Regions from separate parts of the Drosophila melanogaster genome. Here region 2 is linked to region 1. A link is a contact called in public targeted proximity ligation data. All regions are on one chromosome and are shown on one strand. The core of a region is the stretch at or near the end of the contact, and the rest is flanking DNA. Distances in the headings are between cores, read along the strand shown. Region 1 holds the start of spel1 (spellchecker1). Region 2 holds the start of CG42680.

Region 1 (3,313 bases), core at 224-2,723:
CGGAATAAATCTTGCAAATTAGCTTTGCGTCGCATTAGCTTCTTAGTTAGCATAAGAATATCCGGAATACGCTTCAGATAATCGAGACTCAAAGTCTCCATTGTGTCTGGAGATTCGAGTAGGCACTGGACAATGTTATGACGATCATTGAGGATATTTCGGCTTCGCAGTGGCTGCTTAACCCACTGACCCATCAGGCGATGTCCCTGTGGTGTACGGCAATGATCCAGCACGCCCAAGACGCTTTGCCAGCGATACGAGGGCATAGATGGATGTGTGCCTGGCTTTGGCATGATGTTTAACGCAGCCACGGCAGCAGAATCTAAGTGGACAAAGCTGCATGGCAATATAAGGAATTAGTTCGCTTTTCAATGGAAGTAAGGAATACGGTAAGATCTTACCGGTTTAGGTCCAGTTGCTTGATCTCGTAGTGTCCCAGATTTCCGGCGTCATTGACCAGGTCCAGGTACTTGATGGCGGTCTTCAGTGCGTTGGAGGCCAGCTGAAGCTGGAGTTCCTTCAAGCCCGTGGCATCCTCCTGTTGTCCCTTGGCGAAACGCAAAAGACGATTTAGATCCTGCAGCAGATCGTTGTCGCCGCTCTTCTTGGGCATCGTAATCATGACACCATTTCTGTCGAGCAGCGTCTTCACAGCACTATATTCGCCCTCGATGCTTGGCAGCAGGCACTCCTTTGGTCCGAGCAGGACCACGGTGGCCTCCAGTTCGGTGAAGAAGTCATCGTCTAGGAATTCAAGCAGCTGGAACTTGCAGTCGTTCTGCTCGACGCTGGCCACACCCACACGCCGCTGGCCACCGCCATCGAGCTTAACCAGCAGCGAGATGATGCTGTTCCCGACCAAAACCTCCTTATTGGAGAACAGGATGTCCTCGAATTGCAGCAGATTGCCGGGTGATCCGCGGTACTCGATTTCCCAATCGCTGGAATTCTTAACGTACACCTCAACCCGGTAATTGCGCACCAAGAGCAGCTCGCGCACAGCCAGCTCGAAGTTGCCCTTGGACATGGACACAAACTGAAGAGTCTCCTTTTTGTCATCCGGCAGCAGTGCGCCAATGAAGGCCGTGGATTTGTATACGATTTTGGCCACAAGTTCGCAGTCATCGCTGCCGTGGACCGTATAGCGATCGGTGTGATCAAAGAACCTCACTGTAGTTGCGGGTTTCTGCAAAATACGGCGTAGAATGCAGTTAAACCGGATTTATTGCATTTAGCATTTACTTACCTCGCCGAGTTTCGCATGGAATTTGATGAAATTGCGACGCGCATTTGTGTCTGCAAACAGCGTTTAATTATAGTAACTAATCAGTTATTATTACTGCTTATCAGCTTACCCATATTCAGGGTAGGTTCCTGCCTGCTGTCGGTTGCTTTGGCCTGCATTTTTCCGCTTTTAAAATGGTTAAAATAATCACACAATTTCGCGCCTGTTTCAGCATAAACAAAGTGTGACCGTATTCGATGCCAGCCAATATACCATTTTCTTGTAAAGAGATACCAAATGTGCAAAAACCAAATCATACACTTAAAAAAAAAGGGTTGCTTAAGTACAAATTAATAGGTAGTCTATAATATACTAAAATTAATTTTTTTTTTATCGGTACAATTTCGAGCTTAGGTTTATTTTATAGTTAACAAAGTTTTTATTCTTTATAAATATATACATAACACATATACATAAAAAAAAACGTGGTTTTTCTATTACCACCAGATAGTCGGTATTGAAAATTGTGTTTTGAAATTGCAGCAAATGGAAAAAAGGTGTTATATTGCAAGAATTTAACTATCTAAATATATTCATAAGTAAAATTGTAGTGGTAAAGGTCCAAAAATTTCCATTATTCAAAGTTGAACTTTGATAAGTCATTACAAAATCATTAAATATGCAGATATAAGATATTCGTATTACGAATACGAAGCATATTTATAAGGTAAATTGTAGGTACATACATACATTTATTTTCACAATTAAGTTAAATTTTGATAAGTCATCACAAAATCATTAAATATGCAGACATAACATATTCGTACACATTAATTTGCAAATTATTTGAAAGAAAACCTGTTTCCAAGGCCACCACCATTGGCCATTAATCAAACTGCACCATCAACATTTTGATCATATTTATTAAAAAAAAAAAGTTTGATGAAAAAATACTGGCTATTTAAACATAATACACTTTGCCCTAAACAGTTATCAGTCTAATATTGCAATCGGAATTATTCGATCCGAGCGAATCGCTCACAGCGCCTTGTCCGAGTTCCTCGCCTCCTTGGCCCTGCCCTCCGCCTCCGTTGGCTTCTTCAGCTGCACAATGTCCCAGGAGCCGCCCGCTCCGTTGGACTTGGAGCACAGATCCAGACTGATGAGGGCGCCCGTCGTGGGAGCAGCTGCCCGGAGGCAGGTGCCTTTGGCCATGTTGTAGACGGGACTGTTGGCGTTGCGGGTGTGCCGCCACTGCTGATCGCCGAGCATCTCGTGGCACTTGTTGACCGTGACCTGCGCATCCCCGGATGCCTCCAGGCACAGCAACTTGTCCAGCACAATTTCCGCCTTCTCCGTTTCGTACCACAGTTGATTGGGTGTCCTTCGGCAGGTTTGCAATTGCAGGGAGCTGCCCTTCTTCCAGAAACCCTTCACCTTGGGAGCCACCACGGCGGCACAGAGCTCCGTTCCCGTCAGTCGCAGCTGGAATGTGTCGACATAGTTACGTTTTCGCGAGTGCCAAGGCTGAAAGATGGGCGCTGCCGCCGACTTCTTGGACTCCTCGCCCGGCACATGCAGCTCTGGATAGACATTCTTTAGATACCAGGCAAAGTCCCTGCACTGCAGACGCTCCCTAAGCTTGAGGCGATCGCTAATGTCTCCATAATCATAGGTCTTGGGCACCTTTTCGTGCTTGAGATAGTAATCCTTGTACTGATCCATCCAGACGTGCGCCAAACGCAGTGAGTTCTTCAACATGGTGTTGGCTCCATCTGGCGAAGTGTACGGACGTCGTTTGCGGAATATGTGACCGACACGGGAGCAGGGAACGATCTTAATGGCGCCACCGCATTGCCAGGCTCTGAAGGAGATCTCTATATTCTCGCCACCCCATATATCCATGGCCATGTCGTACTCGCCCAGATGCTGGAAGTACTTCCTGTTCACGGCAAACAATCCGCCGGCCATGGTGGGCGAACGGAAGGGTCCGCGAAAATCCTCCGGCACCTTGAGCGTGCCCTCGGGCAGATTCTCCCAGCGGAAGTGCAGGCCCCAGTTGAATCCTCCGCGCACCAGTGGACTGGG
Region 2 (3,354 bases), core at 350-2,849, 230 kb before region 1:
CTGTCGCCGCTGATAGATGCGGCGGGTTTCAATTCGAATAGGATCGGTTTGGTTTGTGTGGAGATCTGGCTGACAATTTGTCAACTACTCGCCCAGCTTTACTTTGCTAATTTAACTGCTGTTTTAATTAGTCACCGCGCCTCTAGAGTATTAGCGTTAAGTGACTAGCTTTGGGTTTCGCGAGGGGTGTGCGCGTTATTAATTGCCCGGCTTTTAGCAGACGATCTCGATGGCCGAGTGGCAGGCAGGTGACAGGCAGCAGGAACTTTTAGTACCTTTACGTTTCTGGTGACTTTCTTTGGCACAAGTCACAAGCCATAATTTGTCATTTTAAAGCATTACTAAAATCACTTTTAATATCTATATTGCCATTAAATCATGTTTCACCAACATCCCAAACACTTTTTTGAAAATAGGAACTTCTTGGAAAATGTACATATTTTATACATTTCCTTCCACTCTTTCTGCAAAAAATCAAAGTTCTTAGAAATTTTTTTTTCATTTCTGCCTTGGTTAAATGGCTGATTTCTAAGTAAGTTAGAAAGTATTAAAAAGGAGACCTACCCGACGCAGGATTCTCCTTCCTAACAACTTATTTTAAATACAAAAGGATTATTTTCTTGTTACAGAATGCAAAGTTCCTTAGTTAACAGAAGTTTTACAGTCCTGTCAACCCTTCGATAAGTTTGGTGGTGTCGCCGCTACTTCGTTAAGTTGGTGTAGACAATACACCAACCATCGTAGTTCGAAACTTAGCTATATGTAAATTTACACGCGTAATAACGTTAACCATTTGTAGCCTATATGTAAAATAACCCTTTATTATCTCATTGCTGTCCATTGTCGCTAGATGGAGCAATATATTTGAATGAAGGCATTTTTAGTTAAACTTTTATAAAATTATAACGTTGGTGGAATTAGTTAAAATAAGAAAACAGTTTAAGGGTAGGCAATTCGTTTTGTTGGACGGAAAATATATCTCATTGCCTTGACCAGTGAATTTCAATAAAAAAAGAAATCGTAACATATTGGAAAAGCATGACCTTGAGAAATTAATAGTTATATCAAAGACACTAGAATAGTTAAAACTCCCAATAAAAATGTGTTACTGTGCAGATGAAGTTGTTCGTAAGTTGGACAGATTGAGTGATTATAATAATTTTATTTAACACTAAATCAATTTCATCAAGCTGTTCTTTTCGCCGTTTTGGCTGTTGTCCTGATGACTACCGTTCCAGTTTTCGCGAATCTGCCACAATGTGCAAACCGGAAGGGCAAACCTATTAAATACAATACCGCACGAAGAGGTTGATTAATCATATATAGAACCCCCATATAAAGCCCCAATATAGTAAGAGCCTATGATGAATATTGGTAATTCTCCAATGCAGTAATACCAGGAAAAACAATATTCTTGATTATTGCGATTCTTTGGAAATATTTATGTTCTTCCACCGAGTTACAATATAACCCAGCTCCCAATTATCGCGGCTTTAGCGTGTAATGATCATACTGTGGAAGCGATAAGAAACTTCTCTGGGGTATAAAAAGCATTGCACTCTGCAGAAAACACATTCTTTAAATTCAAATCTCGCAAGATGAAGTTGTTGGTGAGTTTAACAGATTTCTCAATCCATTATGAGTTAATTAAACAATTAAAACCATCTTCACCAGGCTGTTCTTTTTGCCGTTTTGGCCGTTGTCCTGATGACTGCCGCTCCAGTTTTTGGTAATGTCCCACAGTGCGAACCCACCGCCGACGCCGCCCAAGGAGGTAGCTATCCAATCACGGAGCTGATGCGAAACGGCAAACCTGTTCATTACAACATTGGAAGAAGAGGTTAACTGATCATGAAAAGAATACAATTGACATCAAGTGGTAATAAAGCAGCGCATTTTAGAAAAGATTTGTTAGTTTTTTGCACATGGTAGAAAGGAATGCACAAATCGACAACCAATAACATCTCGGGAACTGTGAGAGTTAGAAGGTTGAGTTTAAGCATACAATTGAAAATTCTTCTTAGCACTCACTCTACCTAAATACTTCCTGATAGGAATAGCGTTCATTTTTGTTTTAGGTATAAAGATATATTATGTTTTGATGATGATCATCCCTTTTCCTCTATTGACGATCAACTGCAAGTTACATCTACGTCGGTTCAACAAATATGCCCACTTGAACCCTTTGCTTTCCAGTTTTCACGAATCCGTTTAAGCTACAATTTTCCCAAAAAGCTCACATGGCAAGAACACAAATTGCGGATAGTAACCTGCTGACTAGAATAGACAGGCATGGTAGAATAGACAGGCATCCTAATCTAAGCCGCGCGTGTAGAACATCATCTGGCACCGCGAGCTGACATGCAAATTAAAAAGCATATGCTTTGACTCCTAATCACAAAGCACTTTCATTCAGTGACTGCTCTACCCCACCTCGTCCTTTTTGCCAAGCTCACTTGATGGGTGACTCTTTTCTTCCGCCTGTCAGACGTCGCTGCCGTCGCCTTGTCCGCGCTCACATCCGCGCACACATCCGCGCTCCCATCCGCGAACACATCCGCGTCCTGCTCCGCCGCCTGACGTTGACATTGATGTTGGCTGTTAGCTGTTGGCTGTTGCCTCTTTGAATGTGTTGCCTGTGTTGGGTGGTGGTGGCTGATGCGAGTGGCTGCCATTTGGGTGCGTGATGGATTTCTGCAGCACTCCGAGTCGAAATCCAGCGACTCCGACAGCTCGGCGCACAACTACGCCCCAAATGGCGCAAAAAGCGAAATCCCCCAAAATGATTAATGACTTTTCAAGTGACTGGCAACAAAACCAAGTCACCAGTCACATAACGAGCCTCAACAAGGATCAAAAAATCGTGGCTGCACTGTGGAAAATCTTTTCTTGTATAGCTCGAAATAATATGAAATGTAATCTCCATAAATTTAAGCAAATAGAAAATTATTTATTTTTATTATAAAACTAAAAAATAATATCTGAAAAATCTGAATGTATTTTATTTCAGTATTTTCTCAAAGTGTAATGGCTCGCATAGTGGGCGTCTCAGAAGAGAGCCACAAATTAGTCTCAGCAAACGAGGACGCGACTCCTAGACACTGACTCCGACCCCAGATCCATCTCCGAGGATGCTCCCCCTGCTCCTGACACATCCAACTTCCACTTCTAGAAACGTTCTCCGCTGCTTCGGGCTGCTCGTCTATCTTTGACATCACTCTGGCTGAGTGATGGGGCTGCGTGTGTGGGGTCCTTGTCATTGGGATTAATGATTTAAATGCGGGGGAGGGGTCGTTTTCTTCGCTGGCTGACTCGAACTGTTGTCGTGTCATTAACCAACACTCTGGCGTGCCA

Evidence for each region.
Region 2: a contact with region 1 is called in a targeted proximity ligation map of the Kc167 cell line, with 4 times the contacts expected there. A contact is called at or near these places in 5 of 107 Hi-C or Micro-C datasets (the Kc167 cell line, the S2 cell line and wing imaginal disc) and 1 of 7 datasets of targeted methods (the Kc167 cell line).

The regions. Positions count from the first base shown.
Region 1 is chr2L:14,360,229-14,363,541 of dm6, reverse strand. It overlaps spel1 (spellchecker1), which reads right to left and starts at 1,473. Exons shown (of 7, transcript NM_001299002.1): 1 at 1,356-1,473; 2 at 1,247-1,296; 3 at 402-1,186; 4 at 1-336. The coding sequence starts at 1,404. Pgant35A (Polypeptide N-acetylgalactosaminyltransferase 35A) reads right to left here. Exons shown (of 1, transcript NM_143812.4): 1 at 2,131-3,313. The coding sequence ends at 2,264. It also overlaps asRNA:CR43463.
Region 2 is chr2L:14,586,479-14,589,832 of dm6, reverse strand. It overlaps CG42680, which reads left to right and starts at 1,599. Exons shown (of 2, transcript NM_001201881.2): 1 at 1,599-1,610; 2 at 1,675-1,913. The coding sequence starts at 1,599. The coding sequence ends at 1,845.